2 separate regions of the Mus musculus genome follow, and region 2 is linked to region 1. The links are chromatin contacts, called in public promoter capture Hi-C maps. All regions are on one chromosome and are shown on one strand. Each heading gives the region's core, a stretch centred on a gene start, on an enhancer-like site or on the middle of the called end of the contact. The rest is flanking DNA. Distances are from core to core; before and after follow the strand shown.

The links. Promoter capture Hi-C pulls out the DNA fragments that hold promoters and counts their contacts.
Region 2: a promoter capture Hi-C map of pre-B cells shows a contact between it and region 1, with 3 times the contacts expected there. The contact joins the promoter of Otos here to the promoter of Ube2f in region 1. A contact is called at or near these places in 3 of 39 promoter capture datasets (liver and pre-B cells) and 1 of 115 datasets of contacts at active chromatin or transcription factors (thymic regulatory T cells).

What each region holds. Positions count from the first base shown.
Region 1 is chr1:91,249,049-91,251,760 of GRCm38.p6, reverse strand. It overlaps Ube2f (ubiquitin-conjugating enzyme E2F (putative)), which reads right to left and starts at 1,457. Exons shown (of 10, transcript NM_026454.4): 1 at 1,324-1,457.
Region 2 is chr1:92,647,584-92,650,283 of GRCm38.p6, reverse strand. Otos (otospiralin) reads left to right here and starts at 1,443. Exons shown (of 5, transcript NM_153114.2): 1 at 1,443-1,533.

The DNA of each region.
Region 1 (2,712 bases), core at 208-2,707:
GGGATCAAACAAAAAAAAAATTACTCAAACTATCAAAAGGGTAGAAGCTGCCTCAGAATTCTCGTTCCCTCCTCAACACGTCCCACCTCTGGAAAACCCCACTTTGACCCAAACTTCCCTTTGCTCGAAAATCACACTGTGACTAAGGCAGTATTTTGGGAACCGATCAGCTATTCTGAACAGCATGCTCAGTTTCCAACTCCACAAGTTGTATTTGGCCCAGTTAGTTCCTCCTCTGGGTGGGACCAACTTTTAGGGCATCCAAAGAGGACTGCAACTTGTTATTTACCAGTCTCATCAAGTCATGTTTATTCAGCATTCCTATGTGCTGTGCTGAAATCAGGCTGGTGTGACCTATGCAGGGCCAGTTGGCTCACAGTGAGGCTAACTCCTCACTGACAGCTCCAATCTAAGCCATTTAAGAGAACTAGGGGCCACTAGGGCCGTTTAACCTTCCAAGCTGAAAGAAACAGATCGGGACTTAAACCGTACAGCATGAGTGTCCAAGGGTATCTAACCTGCCAGGCTTACTGACTGACCACTTCTGGAGCTCATCTTTGATTTTGGGTACTGAATATCAAGTTAATTTTGTCCAGGTACTCCTGTTAATTCTGTTCCTGAAGCTCCCCACAATCACTATCCTTAATTTCCTATGACTCTGCCTACTGCCCAGCTCCCCACATTCGGCCCAAACAGCTAGGAAGCCTCGGCACCAGGCCCAGCCACCTCACTGTTTTTCAACACCACCCTGCTCATTTCTGGAACCTTCGGTTCAATCTGATAACCAGGTCTTGGGATGCCCTCTTTCCCTTCACCGCCAAGCCCGACTAGGTTCTTAAGGAGAGCAGATTTTTACCCACAGGCCAAGAGCCCCTCCGGGAAGCCTTCCCCAGCAACTCCAACCCACCGGCAGCGCCGAGGAGTGGGTCCAATGCCCACCGGAGACGGAGGAAACTGAGCCGGCCGAGGAGAAGGCCACACCCCGGGTGACACGCCGCGGAACCGGGTCAGGGACCGAACCGGGCCAGGCGGGCCGGCCGCCCCTCCTCCCCGCCGTCGCCGTGGCGGGCCGCGTCCACCTCCCGCTTCCCTTCAGGGGCAGCGGCCTCCCCGCCGCGGCCTCGGCCTCGGCCTCCCGGACGGCCCGAGCTCCGCACCGTGACCTTGCGGGCGGCGGCACGGGGTCCGCCTCGGCCCGGCCCTCTAGAGCCGCCGGGGCTCGCTGCCCGCCCAGCGCTTCCCGTCAGCCGCCGACCTCGCGGTCCGGCCTGGCGCTCGGCGACAGGAGCCTCGGCCTCAGTCCAGCCCGCGCGACCAGCTTACCTGAGCACCGCGAGTCAGGCGAGGCGAGCCGGCACCCAAAACCATGCCCGGCGGAGCAGCGGCACTGAGTCGCGCTGGCCTTCACAGCCGCACCGGCTCCCGGCGGCGAGACCGGAAGTGGCGGGGCGGGGACTGCGCCGTGACCGCAGTGGGCACTTTAAAAAAAAAATTCAAAGCTACAAAAGAACTTTATTGGCAGCTCCACTCGTGGACAGTCACAGGACATACACAGGTCAACTAGTCGGCCCTCGTTCATTGGTGAAGAGCACGGCCTGAGGGTGGGCCATGTGTCAAGACCTTTGCTGATTGGTCACCGAAGCGCAAGCATCCCCGACCGCCTAGCGGCCTTCCGGTTTGTTTCCATTCATTTAGCGGCTTGCTTCCCTAGGAATATCGTACTAGTGCAGTGCCTGCTGGTGGAGCTAAGTTCCTGTGCCCGGCACCATTCCTGAACGCAAAGAATCCGACCGGTTTGCAGCTGCGTTAAGGCCATGGGATAGTTAGAGGTGGCTGCTGGGTGTGAGGACACTCTTCCTGCTCCTTATTTTTTTAATTTCTCATATTCCTATATGCACTTTTAAAAATCTACTTCAGGCCGGGAGTTCCGGCGCATACCTCAGTCCCGGCGCTCAGAGACAAGAGGAAGGCCTGGTCTACATAGTGAATTCCAGGACAGCCAGAGATATGTAGAGAGACCCTACCTCCTGAGGCCTTGGGGTTCCATGTGCAGCATCCTACTTGCAGCTCGTGTGGTATGCATTCTCAGTCCCTGTGGGACTGGAGATAGCCTACTTTGGGAGAGAATTCGGCAAGACTCCTAGAGAGGTAGGGCCTTGGAAAGAGGATATTTTCTGTGGAAAAGAACAAGGAGCGTCAGGTTTCCAGTGATTTTCTTAGCAATTCTGGGGAATGAATCTCAGGAGGTCTCACATGCAAAGCACTACCTTTGAGCTACCCGCCCCCTCCCCCCGCCTCCCCCCCCCCCCCGTCTCCCCCCTCCCCCCACACCCTAGACCCTAAGATTTCTTTTGAAATGAGGCACTTGGGTTCAGGGAGTAAAGCGTTTGTCAGCATGAGGACCTGTTTCCAAACTCGGGAAGATGTGAGGCAGAGGAGTCCTCAGATTAGGACCAAGTACCCTGACTTCCATTGAGGGGAAGAGATCCCCCGCAGAGCTGGGTTGCACATAGGAGTTGGAGGCCAGCCTAGATAACATAGAGTTCCAAACAAGCCAAGGTTACTCAATGAGATCCTGTAAACACAAACAAACAAAAAAGTGGAAGAAAGTTATCCTTTGACCACCCCATGTGGCACATGGCTACACACGCTCAAGCTTCCATCAGATACACACTCCTGCACAGATAGAAAGGGTAAAAGGCAGCCAGGCCT
Region 2 (2,700 bases), core at 194-2,693, 1.4 Mb before region 1:
GGAAAGGCTGTGTTACGGCGAGCAGAGATCAGAACTCTGCAGTGGTCTGAGGTGAGAGAGTCACGTCTGCCCAAGGGCTTCTTCTAAGTAAATGGGCCTGTATGGCACTGGATTGATGTCACTCCTGTTGCTGCTGACCTGTGTCTCTGGTATCCTGTCCCCTGACTGGAGTCCAAGGCAGATCCTTCGGCTTGTGTCAGCATGTCCGACGTGGTGAAGCCCTTGTGGGAAAAGCTCAGATGACATCCTTCACAGCCCAGGGTCAACACCAGCCCTTCCTGGGTTCCTGGGAATCTTTTCCCATGATGCAGAGAAATGCAGATGACAAAGAATCCTGTGAGAAAAAACAAACAAACAAACAAACAAAAAACCATGGGCCATGTGAGACCCATCCTTCTGTTGGGGGTCGCAAATGACCACAAGCTAAATATTCCTTGCTGGGAAGGGTATGTACTCCACCTCTCAGGGAGGCAGCTGTGGTGAACCAGGCAACTTCCCAGTGAGATGCCTGGCTCAGTGGTTCAGTTAACCCTTTATGTCACCGAGAAGCCACCAGTGGAGCTTCCTGCAGTCAGGGCAGGGCCTATAGCAATCCCTGGATCCTTGGCCTCAGCAAGATCTTTCAGTTCTGCCTGGGCTGGTTTCTGGATCCATTAGCCCCCAGGAACCCAGATGCTCTCTGTGCGTATTGGGGGTGCAGTATTGATTCCAGATGGTGGCCTCAGGTAGCGCCACACCTATCTTGCTCCTGCCTTCTGATCCCAGGCTCAGCCTCCAAAGCAGCCCGCCTCTTCCCATACTCTATGGGATGACAGCAATAGACACCTGCTTGTCTGTGCACATTGTAAGTGTGTACACACCTGTGTGTGCATATGGTGTTGGGAAGATGAGTGTTTCACCTAAAGTGAATATTTGGGGGTGGGTGGGTTGGGGGACAGATCCCTGGAGATGTTTGAGACATGAAACTTCCGCTAGAAAAGCTGGTCGCTTGAAATTCAAATGTAACCATGCGTCCTGTATTTCTTTCAGCCACACTGGAGTCCCTAGGACCCCCCAACCCCATCTCATCCCAATCCAGGTCAATTCTTCGTGGTTTCTGAAGGGGTACTCGCCGGGGTTGACCTGGGACCTTTTCAGAGAGTCTATGGTCAGTTCAGGAAAAGAACGAGGTATTTTAAAAGAAGGTGATCACATGCTTTCACATTTCAGCTTCAGATCCGTATGCGGTCAGTCTTATGACATGGAAGGAGACTTTGATTATTCCAGAACACAAACCCTGTCCTGTGGGCCAGCTGCACAGGAGCCTGTGAGCATGGCGCCCCCTGGAGGCCATCTCAGAAACATTCCACTCCAAGCTCTGAGCCTGTTCTCCAAGCAGCCTGGGACCGGCTGTCTCACCCCAGGCCCTTCTAGATTTCCTGTTAAAGCTGCCACACCCGCATCAGCTGTGGTGGCGTGGAGGGACTTCCACCTTGACAGGCTTTGCCAAGTCAGCTCAACACGCTCCCAGAATTCTCCCTTTTCATGTCCAAGGTAACATGTTTAGTTAAGCTCTTTAAAAGTCCGATAGGGATGTGTGTGTTTGAGGACAAACATGGGTGACATTAGAAGTCTGCGCCCCCCTCCTTTGTAGGAGCAGGGATGGCACTTCCCAAAGGAAATGTGTCTACCAGGGCATGTTTAGAGGGACAAGGGGCAGCATGACTTCTAGAACCTCTGAATCCCAGCTCTGTGTGGTCACATGACGCCACTCTCCTTGGGTTTGAATCCAGCCAGAAGACTCCAGCCCTGTCAGTGAGGTACTGCTCAGTCCCTGGGACACCCGGGTACTCTGCAGGCACAAGCGGGAGGGCAATGCTGCCATCTGGGACGGAGGACTTAGGGCAGATGTCAGTCTGGGAGATGTGAGGAGAAGGCAGACTGTGAGCCATCACCCCCTACACCCCAGTACTTATGCTGGCCACGGTCCAGGAAACAGGAAGTGACTCTAGGATCAGTTATAAGCCACTTCCGAGGCTTTGCGGGGCTCGGGGATGTATGAACAGTGCAAAACACAGGCGGACCATTCCGTGGCAGAGAAGAATGCAGGAAAACACACTGGCACGATGAACTGTGGCCTTGAGACTTTAAATTATGAGCACCTGCCTGTGTCCATGTTGGGACAGCTCAATGGATGATGGTAAGCTACTCTGGGCTCTGCCTTCTAGGAGAATGAATTTGGGTTGCGCTAGCATTTCAGAGTACAGGCAGGGGCATCTGCGAGGCTCAAGGAGTAATTATTAGTCAGATGTGGTGTCCATGGATGGACAGCAGGGGGCGCCAGATACCTCTGACTCATTCCCAATCCTGGCGTTCGTTACCACAGGGTCCTTTTCAAGCTGACTGCCACGGGAGATAACAAGGGGCCTCTGTCCAGCAGAGTGGCCTTATACATCTAAGCATCTCTTGAATCCAAGCAGACAGACTGTTAAGACCTTGGAGGTTCCCTCCGAGTTTCTGTGTGGGGCGGGATATTATGCACTGGATATCATGCAGGCTTCTGAGCAGTCACTGGGCAGGTTTCAAGTTTGCCCATCCTATATGGTATTGTTCCTGGGCCCGACCTTTGGGAGCTTTTGAGAATTCGAACTCTTCCCTGCCCTCAAGCATTGAATTTTAGAAGGAATCCTAGCAATTATTAAAGGATGGAATCCAGTGTTT